Regions from separate parts of the Oryctolagus cuniculus genome. Here region 2 is linked to region 1. A link is a contact called in public Hi-C data. All regions are on one chromosome and are shown on one strand. The core of a region is the stretch at or near the end of the contact, and the rest is flanking DNA. Distances in the headings are between cores, read along the strand shown.

Region 1 (6,595 bases), core at 2,355-4,854:
TGGGTGCAGGGGCCCAGGTACTTGCAACATCCTCTGCCGCTTTCCCAGGCACATCAGCAGGGAGCTGGATCAGAAGCAGAGCAGCCGGGACTTGAACCTGCACTCCCACGTGGGATGACAGCGTTGCAAGCGCTGACTTAACCCGCTGCACCAGAGTGCCGGCCCCGGCAGCCACCGTTCCACCAGGAAGTGCGCTCTCGGCAGCAAGATGTTTGCAGGCGTCCTTTGTCAGATCGAGTCGGTTCCCTTCTGCGCCCACTTTGTTGAGAAGTTATGAGTGGGCATCACGTTTTTCCAACATGTCCTCCTTTTTGGGGGGATGGGGTGCAGAGAAGGGTTAATGCCGCGAAGCTGAGACGGGTGTCATCGGCCAGGTTGGCCTTGGTTTGTGTCTGGGGACTTAGACTTCAGGAGGGTCCCCACGATTCCCAGGGCTGGTAAGTAAGAGGGGCTCACAGTGCCTGAACTGTTTGTGCAAGCAACGCGGTTTATGCTAAACACCTGCTTCTCTCCTGGGAGTCTGGAATTCTGGTGTGTGCTCGGCGGCCAGCCCCAGTGGAAACCCTGGCCCTGAGCCTCTGCCAGCCTCCCTGGAGCATGGCGTTGCACACACGTGGCCACAGCACATTCTTGGGGGCCTGAGCCCAGAGGGAGGAGTTCTGGAAGCTTCCAGCTTACACCTGGTCTCCTCCAGTCTTCGCCCGCCCCCTCTCGCCCTGTGTCTTTTCCCCTATTGATTCTGCTTTATCTTCTGTCAGTGTCATAAATCTTAGCAGTTAAGTGTGACGAAGCCGAGCCCCGCCAGTCCCCTCTAGACTTGAACCTGGCGGTGGTCTTGGGGACACCAACACAGATCTCACATGATTTCCCCCTGTAGACTCTGAGTCACGTTAATCGAAAATTAAATTAAACCATTCCTGAATTCCTGGGATAAACTCAACCTGGCATCATCCTCCCTAGCGACGGCTGGGTTTGATTTGCTGTTATGTTGGTACGGATCTTGTAGCTGAGATATTGGTCTATACTTTTTTTCACTATAGTGGTTTGTCTGGTTTGGATATCCGGGTAAGAGGGGCCCTCACAAAATGTGTTGGCCAGTGTTGCTTCTCCTTCCAGTGTCTGAAAATTTGGGAAAGTCTGGTATCGTTTCTTCCTTGAATGCTGGGTGCAGTTCTGTCTTAGTCTGCTGGGGCTGCTGCTCCCAAACGCCACCGCAGGGGTCATTTACGATGAACGGAAATGTAACCACAGGCCTATGAGGCCAAGAGTGAGGGGCTGGCTCCTGGGAAGGGCCCCCCAGCAGCACCGTCACAGGGCACAAGGCGCCGCAGGATGGCAGGGCAGAGAGAGGGTGAGAGAGCGAGCCCCTCCCCCAGTGAGGGGGCCACACCCATGGCAATGGTGCCCTAAACCCCTCTTGGCCACCTCATCCCCCAGACTCTCCAAATGGCAGCTTCATTGGGGTCTCCTATGTGGGTGGCAGGGGCCCAACTATTTGGGCCATTTTCTGCTGCCTTCCCAGGCACATTTGCAGGGAGCTGGATCAGAAGTGGAGCAGCTGGGACTTGAACCAGCACTCACATAGGATGCTGGCATCCCAGGCAGCATCTTAACCCACTGAGCCCCAATACTAATGACTTTTTTAAAAGATTTATTTATTTATTTGAAAGTCAGAGTTACACAGAGAGAGAAGGAGAGGCGGGGGGAGAAGGGGAGAGAGAGAGAGAGAGAGAGAGAGAAGTCTTCCCACTGATGGTTTACTCCCCAGGTGTCCACAACGGCTGGATCTGTGCCGATCCGATGGCAGGAGCCAGGTACTTCTCCTGGTCTCCCATGTGGGTGCAGGGCCCAAGCACTTGGGCCATCCTCCACTGCCTTCCCAGGCCACAGCAGAGAGCTGGATCAGAAGTGGAGCAGATGGGACTCAAACCGGTGCCCATATGGGATGCCAGCACTGCAGGTGGTGGCTTTATCCACTATGCCACAGGGCTGGCCCCAGTGACTTTTAACAACCATTAATATTTTTTTTGACAGGCAGAGTGGACAGTGAGAGAGACAGAGACAGAGAGAAAGGTCTTCCTTTGCCGTTGGTTCACCCTTCAATGGCCGCCGCGGCCGGCGCGCTGCGGCTGGTGCACTGCACTGATCTGATGGCAGGAGCCAGGAGCCAGGAGCCAGGTGCTTTTCCTGGTCTCCCATGGGGTGCAGGGCCCAAGCACCTGGGCCATCCTCCACTGCACTCCCTGGCCACAGCAGAGATCTGGCCTGGAAGAGGGGCAACCGGGACAGAATCCGGCGCCCCAACCGGGACTAGAACCCCGTGTGCCGGCGCCGCTAGGCGGAGGATTAGCCTAGTGAGCCGCGGCGCCAGCCCAACAACCATTAATTTTAAGTTAAACTCCCGAATCGTAACTCAAGGTTAGGTCATGAAGTTGGAAACTAAAAAAGCAATCTCTGAAGAGCCAGAACGCAGAGTGCTTGCAGAGCAGGGACGCTTTCCCGAGGGAGGCCAGCGTGGCGAGCGTCTGTCCTGCTGCGCCTGCCAGCATCCACAGCACGTCCAGAGCCCGGAGTGAGCCCTGCTGGGAACCCTGGACGCTGGGTGACGTGATGTGTCCCGGAAGTTCATGGACTCTGACACAGGTGCCACGGTGGTGTGCGATATTGACAGTGGGGGAGGTGCAGGGGATAGCCAGGAACCGTCTGGACTTTCCAGGCAGCTTGCCACGAGCCTAAAACCGCTCTTAACAACTGAAGTCTATTTTAAGAGGCAGCAGTGGTGCCGGCGCTGTGGGGCAGCGGGTTAACATCCTGGCCTGAAGCACTGGCATCCTATATGGGCGCTGGTTCGAGACCCAGCTGCTCCACTTTCGATCCAGCTCTCTGCTATGGCCTGGGGAAGCAGCAGCAGATGGCCCAAGTCCTTGAGCCCCTGCACCTGTGTGGGAGACCCGGAAGAAACTCCTGGCCCCTGGCTTTGGATCAGCGCAGCTCCAGCCGTTGCAGCCAACTGGGGAGTGAACCATCGGATGGAAGACTTCTCTTTCTCTCTCTCTCTCTCTCTCTCTCTCTCTTCCTCTCCTCTCTCTAACTCTTTCAAATAAATAAATAAACCTTTAAAAAAACATAGAGACAGCAGTAACATCCCACGACGCTCAGGACACTAGATTAACGTTTAAACATGAAAAATTGAACGCTCACAGTTTCCTAGGTGACTTCTAAAAAAAAAAAAATCCCCCTTGACTTTAATAAGCTTTTCCAGGAACAGTAAAATAAATCACTTACAGGAAGCCTGCGTTCACTTAGAAATGAAGCCGTTTGAGGCTGATTCAAGTCCCCGGGATATGAGTCAGTTATTAAATTAATGTGATCTGAAGGGAAAATGACCCCTCTTCCGACCAGCTCGCAAGCCCTGTGGAGACTGTCAAGGCTGGCGTTACGAGGGCCACCCAGCTGCCGCTCCTCTGAGTTCAGAGGGAGCCTGGTAAATAATATCAGAACTGAGTCATTTATGGTTGAATGACACAGAATGAAAAATGCATGCCTCTCAGGCAGTTCCTGTTGCCTAATATGGACTGAGACGCAGACGCTTTAACCAAAGAGCCCCACCTGGGACCCGGATGACCCTTTCCCTACAAGGATGCTGATCTAATTTCCTGATCACACAAAGGCATCCAGAAATCCTGGCCACGATCCCTGAGGACCTCGAAAGAGGCCCATCTTCTCCCGTGCTCCCAGACCGTGTGGGCCCGAGGCTGCCGGGTGCGCTCCGTGGAGTGCTCAGGGCACTGTGTCTTCCGTTTGACACAATCCCCGGGGAAGGTCATGGTGCCCAGCACTCCCACAGGTGGCTGGAGTTTATTGTATGGGCAGCAGAAACAAGGGAACTGGAAACACACGCCTCCTGTTAGAGCGGCGCTGGAATTTTTATAAAAAAGGTTTTTTTTTCCCCAAAACCACCATCCATTCTGCTGTGAATTATACGCCCAGGAGAGCGCTGCCTCGAAAAATTTCTGTCACCAGGTCCCAGGCCTTCCTCCCTGGCAGCAGGAGTGACATGGACGGACAATGTGCTCAAGAGTTTCGAGGACAGAGAAGTGAATTAACAGGCAGGGGGCCCTGTTGAAAGGAAGTCACATGACTCATCAAATGCCTTCAAATTGCAAAACCGACTGTGAATCACTGCAGCAAAGCTCCCGTCACCAGATCTGCGTTGTCTTGTGCCCCCTTGCTACCCGCTAACATATGCTTCTTCGGCAGCCAACAAGAACATTCGGCTGTGTGTGTCAGTTTGTTAGAAACATTTGTTGAAAAGCCAGCGTTGGCTCTACAGTGCTTTCCAATGAATCATAAGAGTCTACATGATAAAAGGAATTCTGCTTGGAGAATTGTCTTGGACGCAGGCCTCGGTGTGGTACAAGGCTGTGTTTTTCTGAACCCTTGAAAGAGGAGCCGGTGGGGGCATCGCCTGGGGACAGGCGAGGTGGTCGTGACGGGGAGGGCGCAGCCGTCCGAAGGGGAGGGCTGCACAGCAGTTGAGTATCTAAAAACCATTCGCAGTAAGTGGGATTCTCTAGGGACCAGACTGCGTGCTGTGTTGCTGGAGAATCTACCTCCCGCTGTTGAAGAACGGGAGACTGATCCAAGAAGGCTCCCAAGCCTGGACGACTTCCATCCCGAGCCTCGGCGTGACTGTAGGCGTCCGTCCAGGGCTAGCCACGGGGAACAGAGGGCCGGGAGTGAGATGGCGAGGGCAGATAAACACAGTATGGAAGTGTTGAGAATATTTTGTTTATTTAAGGGCAAGTTTTACTATCAGTCCTTGGGATATTGAAGCACACGTAAACAATAAACATCAATCTAGCCCACATAAACTTCGTGGGTGTAGCCGTGTGACCTGAAATCTCCCAGGATCTGCTCGCTGGCCTCGCACCGCCTTGCCGAACGTTCAACCTGTAAAAGGGAAACTGCAGGCGAGAGCGATTCTGAAAGCAACGGCCCCCTGGAATGAAACTCAGAGGATCTCAACTGCCTTCTCCTTCCCAAGGGTGCAGGGAGGTTTTCCCACAGGCCTAGACGCGAGTCTGTGCCAGGTGTTTACTCCTCACGGGGCAACCTTGGGGGAGTAGCAGAGCCGAGAATTTATAACCTAAAGGCGTCGGTGCAGTGAGCCACGCCATGGTCTCCCCGCCTTCTGCACGCCAGCCTGCCCCCGGCGGAACGTGCTAGCCGTGCTGGCCACAGGGTAAGCTCGCAGCCTCTTCTGCGAGCCACTGGCCTCGGAGCTCCAAGCAGGATGTCACGCTCATGTTTGCTTTACTTCCCTCCTCCGGCCAGGCCTTTAAACCAACTTAGCTTACGAAGCCAGAATCCCCACGACCCGTTTTGGCCTCTGGTTGAAGTTCAATGTGTCAGACACGGGCTGCCCTGGGGCACTCTGCCCTTCTCACCTGGGGCAATGACGCGGGGCTCTCACCCGGGGTTTCTCGGTGAGACAGGCAAAACTGGCAACTATCTGGGGACAGGTGTGTCTCCCGTGGGTCCTAGGTGGCACTTTTGGATTCCTTTCCCCTCCCCCCAAAAAATCATTAAAGCTTTGCCAAGGTTTAAAAAGTGAAGTGGGTGAAGTGACTTCATGTTTGAATGTGAGAGGCAGGTCGCCGGGTGGAGTTACTATGAGCAGAGGTGAGTCAGAGTCCTGAGCTCTGAATGTAATTACAGCTCATCCAGAAATGAGCACGTGGACGCCCGACCTTTACTCTCCACCGAAGCTGCCGTGTGCTGGCTTCCATGCGGACGGGGTGGCCGGTGGAACGAAATCCGGGGGGCAGGAGCCAGGCTCCTGCTCACGTTCTTGGCGATGTGATGGCTCTAACCGGACGTGGCCTTGGAAAACACTGGTCTCCCATCTATCAGGGGAACCACGGACGGCAGGGCCCAGCCGGTCTCCACCACCTCCGGTGCAAGAGCTGATGAGGACGGTCCAGGCTCTGGTCGTGTCTCTGCGCTTCCCTGTTCTGGCCCTGCACCAGCTCAGCCCTTTATAGAACCCCTGGGCTCTTCCCTCTCGCGACCCCCTGCTATCTGCATTGCCTTTCGTGGCCCGTGCATTCGTTCCATTAAAACGCCACGTGCACCTGCACCTCCTGTTCTGCTCGCACGCACCCTAGCTCTCCACCTCTCGCTTGTCCTATTTCAACAGCCTCACTTCGGCCTGGCTTCATCCACCTCTCAGTTCTCCCACACACCACTGCCGGATTTGGGGCCCTGAAATGTCTTTGGCGAACATCACGGCTTCGCTCAGAAATCCTGAAGTCTCTTCCCGCCACCTGCAAACTTCACAGCCTGACGTCCAAATATGACGTCAGCCCCGATCTACGCGGCCAGGATTCTCCCCTGCCGCCTGCCTGCTCCCGTCTCTCCGACAGCCCCTCTACACCACACTGGCTCCAGCTCCAGGGCTGGCTCTGAGCCGCCTCCCGCTCCTGCCTGGCCACCAAGGCCCACTGCAGGTGTCACCTGTCTGTGAAGCCCCCTCCTGTCACCCCGCTTTTTCAGTTGCTGACTTGACTGTATCACCGGCTCCTCTCCAAGC
Region 2 (6,595 bases), core at 1,219-3,718, 64 kb after region 1:
GGGGTGCAGGGCCCAAGCACTTGGGCCATCCTCCACTGCACTCCCGGGCCACAGCAGAGAGCTGGCCTGGAAGAGGGGCAACCGGGACAGAATCCGGTGCCCCGACCGGGACTAGAACCCGGTGTGCCGGCGCCACGGCTCACTAGGCTAATCCTCCACCTTGCGGCGCCGGCCCCATTAAATACATCTTTGAAAAACCAGCTAATACACATTCTTTGGTAAACGGCCTCAAAATTAGATGGACTGCGAGAGTTTTAGAAAAGTTTGGCTTAAATTTCTTTCTTGCTGAAGACAATTTAAAACAAGTTAGGTTCAGGAAATAGAGACCATTTTCTCTAAATCTCTAGTCTGTTAATCTAATCTGTTAAAAGTTGATGATTGATCACTTGACAAAATATGCAAATATTACTTCAAGTTGCCTAGCATTTTCCTTTTAAACTCTTCCCAAAATATTCGATAATATTGGTGACATAATGTGATTACAAAATATCATTAAGCAGACTATTAGATGAAACATTTGTGGGGTGTAAGTGTCATGTAATTCCTCCACAGCTGAGAAAGTGATATAGGAATATAATTGTCAACTAAACTCAGTAAATTAGCAGCTAAAACTGGGTTTTTCCAAAAACAAATACATCACATATTTATTTCGTCAGTTTAAAATAGATCAGAAGAAAAGACTATTCAAGTACTCCTCATGTGATTTTATTTTTATAATTTACCAAAACATTAGCACATCACACAGCAAGTATCCTGTTGATCTTCTTTCTCTAAAGGGCCGTGCTGGCTGGTTGCTCTGGTGACTATCGCGGCTTTGTGAATAGGTGAATGTCAAAGCAAGCCAATAAGGCCAAAGCAAAATCACAACCGCATTGTGGTGCCTGAAATAGTGTGACTGGGGCGTCTTTCAGAAACCTGAGCCCATCTGGGCTCCCACTCAATGGAAGCTGCGCTGTGAGTGAAGTATGAGAAGGCGCTCTCTGGCAAGTCTCGGGCCCACCTTTTTTTACCCTGACAGCAGCATGTGGGTTCGCCTGGAACACCCGTGACGGCAACACGGGGAAAAACCCGCACAGATTTTCTGCAGATCGAAAAAACCTAGTTAATTTGGTAAGAAAATCAGCGGTTAGCTGGGACTACTTCCCATCCTCCTCAAATAATGCAAAATCAGCGGCGGTCAGTGGAAGTTCACAGGCAGGTGGACCAGCTAAGCTGTTAGCAGGTTAGGCGCAAAAACGACCCCGTAGCCCGTGAAGGCCAGAAGGGGCCACGGGACGAGGATGGAGTCAACGCCTCCCTTGCAACCCAGAGGAGGGGGACTACTCCAGACGCGGGTGGGAGGTGTGCTGGAGACCGCGGATTCAAAATTGGGCCTTCGAATCAATTAGAAAGAATGTAAGTAAGTGGCACTGGAGAAAAGGCAAATAGGTTTGCGGGGGTGCCGGGTTAATGGTTAACCGGATGGCGAGGCCGAACCTCACTCCCTCCGCGAAGGCACCTGCCGCGCGGCTGCGCCTCGCACCCGCACACATCGCGGCCCAGAGGGGCTCCCGGAGACCAGGGGTCAGCCGCGCCCGGCCTCCCGCAGCCGCGCCACTCGGGGAATTTGTTCTAGCTGCAGCTGGAGGGTTTCCGTCTGTTTGCTCTTTTTCTTACTTGAGTTACCCTCGGTTTGCTATCATTTGTGTTATTTATTTTACGGTTAAACTATAAGCCCGCGTTGCATCACCAGCGCCCTGAGAGACCTCCTCCCGGGCCGCCAGGGTGCCAAATGTCCAGGCCGGCCCGGGCTCCCGCGTCCCCGCGACCCTGGGCTCCAAGGGGCTCCTCCCGAGGCCGGCCAAGTGGCCCCGCGGGCCCAGCCACCCTCACAGTCCCCAAGGTCCCCCAAGGACTCGCTGTCCCCACGGTCCCGAGGCCCTCACTGTCCCCAAGGTCCCCCGAGGCCCTCACTGTCCCCGCGGCCCCGAGGCCCTCACTGTCCCCACGGCCCCTCTGCGGCCAGCACCGTCCTCGCCGTCCCATTCTGCCCCATCACTCCGTCCCGACGGCCCTGTCCCCCCACGCACCGTCCCACTGCACCCCTGCCCCGCGCCTCGTCCACTCCCGGGTTTCCTTAGGAAAAAAATCGCGCAAGTGTCCTCCGCGGGGCCGAAATCGATGGGAAATTCCGCGCGAGGCACTGCTGCCTGCAGATTTCTGAGACCTCGGTGTCACGGGGCTCTCGGGATCGGCAGCCGCCGCCCGGATCCCGCAGGGGTGAGCAGCGCGGCCCTCTCGCCCGGCTCGAGGGACAAAGCCGGCGGCTGCCCAGCGCGCGCGCGCGCGACGCCCCGGTGGGCCCCACGCAAACGCTCCAGCCGCGGCATCACCCCTTTAAGAGGACCGCCGTCCTGATTGGCTGCACGCGGTGGGCGGGGCGGCGAGCGTCGACGTCACCGCCCGCGCACACGCTATAAATGCAGGCGGCGGCCGCGGCGACGGCGGCCGAGTGCGAGGCAGAGCGCGCGAGCGGCGGCGGGCAAGGCGCCTGCGCGGTGTCCGGGCCCCTGAGCCCGAGGCGCGGAGCCAGCCGGGACGGACATGCGCGGGAGGGCGCCGAGGGGCAGTCGCCGCTCCTGCGGGGTAAGGAGCCCGGCGCGCCGCGAGGGGGCGGGGAGGGCGGTGCGCAGCCCCGGTCCCGCGGGGCCCTCGGCGCCGGGCGGCTCCCCGGAGCCAGGGTGGGGGCGTGGAGGGCGCCGCGACGCCGACTGGGGCCGGCCCGCGCCGAGGTGCGGAGGGCGGGACCCGGGACCCTCCCCGCGCGGCGCGGCCGGGGCTGGGGGCGTCCGGGGCCCGCCGCCGTCCCGGCTCGGCGGAGCGTGGACGCCGCGCGGCCCCCCGCCTCGCCGGGCCGTGCACCCGCGCGCTGGGGACACGTCCCCGCAGCCCCGCGCACCGGCCTGCGGACCGGGCTTCCGGGGCGGTGAGCCCCGGGGTCCTCCCCGGGGCCTGGGGGGTCTTGCGTGGCCCCCCGCCGCCGTGTCGGAATCGCAGCCGCGTTATCCTGCGGGACACCTTGCGCCCGGGGAGCCGAGGCTTTTTAGGGGGAGGCTGCGGTGGGCTCGGCAGCCGCTGGCCCGAGGCTGGCACCGGTCCTCGTGGGCGGTCAGCCTCGGCCCCTCCGCCCGGCCTCAGCGGCGAGGGTCGTTCCCAGATGCGCGTTTTTAATTCAACCTGAGTTCCTCCGGGCCGGTTTGCGGACAGTAGGAGTGGGCTGCAGGCTGGTTGGGAATTTGGTGTATTTATATGTGTATCGTATCCTGGTGCAAATTAGATGACTCCTTAACCATGATTGGTGCTGTATTGGTGCTGGCTCCGTCTTTATTGGGATTTCATCATTGCTTGAAAGAAACCAGCCTCTTAGCCGATAAAAACGTGAATCGATTGTTAGTCATAAACTTAAGTGCAGGCAGAAGAGCGCCCGTGGCTTTCAAAGCGATGTGTTGGTGATTGAGGTCCACCTGCAGCACAGGTAGGGCAGGACTGGTTTCCAGGCAACTGTCCGGGGTGAAGAAAGGTGAGGTTTAAATGTGTTTTTTTTTTCTTCTTCTTCTTCAAGAGAACGGGTGTTTGCAAAGTTGTAAGCTTTTGCAAAGCTGTGAGGCTGCCGTGGGCGGATAGTGTCCGGGAGCCTGAGTTCCCAGAGCCTGGCCTTGCTTTTGGAAAGCGCATTTTTATTTTCATTGCATTTCTGTAAGTACGTACTTTGGAGTGAAATCTTACCTAAACACAGGCTGAAGGCGGACTGGCTGCCTGTTTGAGCACAAGACCCGATTTTGCAAAGTCCAGACAGAAGAAGCGGGCTTCTTCCCCACGGGCGGTGCTGGTGCAGGGACGCCGGCGGCCAGGGTCTGTGCCAGCCACCAGCAGGTCTGAAGGGAAACGCGGGGCGTAGAGGTCCCAGCGTGCACTTCAGGCTGCCGCCGCCTTCGCGTCGCAAGCTGTGTGTCCGGCCGGCGCTGGCTGATGGGCGGTAGAGGGCCAGAACTTGGCCGGGCGGACACTGACAGGTGTCTGAGACTGCAAACCCTTCCAGGGCCGGGTCTCCGCCGCGTGCCGCTCTGTCTACACAGCCTTGGACGCAGGCGATGTGGGTAGATAAACTCAGAGGAGCATGTTCTCTTGCTGAGGCTCGGTGAGATGGGACCCAGTCACTGATAAGGGTTGGAAAGCAAGTCTGTTGTCATTTCTTTATGGCTGTTATGAAATGTCTGCTCGTTTTTGACAGGTAAAGTCATTTCCAGTGACTGGTTTTTCCTACTCCTCAGTAGATAGTTCACAGCAGATGCTGGCCACTCCTGGGAAGGCCAGCTGCACTGGAGACTGCAGTGTTTGTGGGAAAACGACTGTTGACAGCCGCTTCTCAGAAGCGGACCTGGTGATGCTTCTGTCAAGGTGCCTCAATTACAGGTACAGTCTGACGCGCTTCAGACCGACCTGTCTGCATGCCGGGAGGCTGCCGTGGCGGCGAGCAGAGCAGGGGCAGGTGGTGCCAGGGTGAGCCCGGCGTTTGCATGTCTCGGACTCCCTCCACCAGCGCAGCGGCTGGGCCCTAGTCGGTGCGCGTTCGCGTCAGCCCCTCCGCGGTCAGGATCCACTCGGCACCCTCCCGCGTGCTGGGCCGCGCGGTGTGAAAGCCGGTGAGCGGGCGGCTCAGTGGCAGACACAAGCAGTGGCGGTGGTGTGGCGTCATTTGTGGTAGCGACATGCTTTGTGTAGGTGGGCAAGATGGCAAGTTTCGGGGTCCTAAATGAAGCCGTTGGCTTAAGAGGGAGCTTGGCTTGCGGTGGGTGATAGAGCAGGATTCTTTGTCAGAGGGCGGGGAGGATTCTGAGGTTGGGAGTTTTTACCTATTGATACTTTAGTCCAGTGTTCCTGAAAATTGACAGTTCCTGAAATTGGGCAGTATTGGTCTCTCAAGACCCCCATCTCTGAGACCTCAGTGAGTACCTCTTCAGAATGTGGGCTCTGGCTGCGTGGGTGGGAGGCCTTTTCAACTTGGGGACAATTGGAAGGTAGGAGGGCGCAGTCCAGGGTTGCTAAGGACAGCGCAGGAAACCGGTGTGGTCGGCTTCCCCCAGTGCCTGTAGCTGCCTCCTCTTCATCCTTTAGATTGCAGCTTAAGAAGTCACTTATTCAGAACATCGTAACCACCCGTGTAACACGTTCTCTGCCTCCTTGGTCTGTTACTGTCCCCTCGCTGTTACTGTCCCCTCGCTCTGATCCCCCTCCCGTGTTAGCTTGAAGACATCACGGGGCAGCAGCCGCGACTCCGAGGTCGCATAGTGTGGGGTGCACGGCAGGCATTTGTAGGTGTTGTGGGCAGATGGACACGCGCCCTCTGTGCATTTGTGAGCTGAGCGCTGAGTTGGTGGCTGCTCCGGGCTCTGCAGTTGCCTGGCTCCGAGGTCTTGAGCGTGGCACCCAGCAGTCCTGGGTTTCAGTTCCCCCTTGCTGGACAAGAAGGTCAGGAGGAGCACTGAGTTTGCCTAAAATGAAGCTGTGATAGCAAGGATATGTCCTGAAGGCTCCATGGGAAAAGTACCAGATTAGACCGCGGAAGAGCCCCGTACCCTTTCTGCTTACAGCAAGATGTTTAAGCTCGCGGCCATCTCCTCATTTGCAAAATGGAGTTGATAACCCCTGCCTCGTCTTCACAGGGATGTGGTGAGGATCAGGTGAGGTGATGTCTAGGAAAGTGCTTTAAAATATATTTTATTAAATTCCAGGTTTTACAGTAGGGCTTGGTTACAATGCCATCATTGGGATCCATGCAGGGAGAGTGTATTAAAAGAAGGCCCTTGGGTATATGCAGTAACCCCTTTTATGAGTGAGGACAGGCCTGCATGGGATCAGATGCGTGTTGTGGTGAGTTGTACTATGGTGGGGCATCAGCGAGTCATTTCAGATAGAAGGCTTAAAAATGATCATATAAAATGGTCCTAGAGTGGTCAAATAGATCTTACTCATTGAGAAGATCTATACAGGCCACATGTACAATTAATTAATAACTTAATAGAATTTGAGGTAGTTGAAGTAAAACAGGGACTTTCGTAAGCTGCAGATTACCCAATAAATATTAACAACCCATAAATCCCCCAAAAGGTATATATCCGCTGCCCTTAAAAGCCAACCGCTGTGTCAGGCCAGGTCACACTCTGCTAGTTTCAGGAGCCCACGGTCTCGAAGAGCCGGGGCAGCGGGCGGTCCAGAGCCCGGACTCGGAGGGCAGGCAGGTGTTCAGGCCCTGGTGCTGCCACTCAGCAGGTCTGGCCTCACGTTCCTCATCTGAAAATGAGAGTAGTAACAGTGACATCTCCCTGGATTGTTGAGGATTAAATTAATTAAGGCACATAAACCACTCAGAACAAGGTCTGGCGAGTGAGGGTGCAGTGGAAGTTAGTGCTGATGGTGGCTTTGTGTTCATGGTGTGATCCAGGGTTGCCCGTCCCATGGTGGGTGGCTTTGTGTTCATGGTGTGATCCAGGGTTGCCCGTCCCATGGTGGGTGGCTTTGTGTTCATGGTGTGATCCAGGGTTGCCCGTCCCATGGT

The links. A called contact is a pair of places that touch in the nucleus more often than the background predicts.
Region 2: a Hi-C map of skin fibroblasts shows a contact between it and region 1, with 2.5 times the contacts expected there. The contact joins the promoter of ERRFI1 here to the enhancer-like site in region 1. A contact is called at or near these places in 3 of 6 Hi-C or Micro-C datasets (ear pinna, skin fibroblasts and an unstated tissue).

Annotation. Positions count from the first base shown.
Region 1 is chr7:159,650,992-159,657,586 of mOryCun1.1, forward strand. No RefSeq gene overlaps it. Among named protein-coding and RNA genes, the nearest start is that of ERRFI1, 64 kb to the right of the region's middle. Within about 2 kb of position 3,605, at least 4 of the 8 cell types and tissues checked have an H3K27ac peak or open chromatin away from gene starts, as enhancers often do. A contact at or near this core is called in ear pinna, where this site is marked.
Region 2 is chr7:159,715,813-159,722,407 of mOryCun1.1, forward strand. ERRFI1 (ERBB receptor feedback inhibitor 1) reads left to right here and starts at 2,469. Exons shown (of 4, transcript XM_051856883.2): 1 at 2,469-2,625.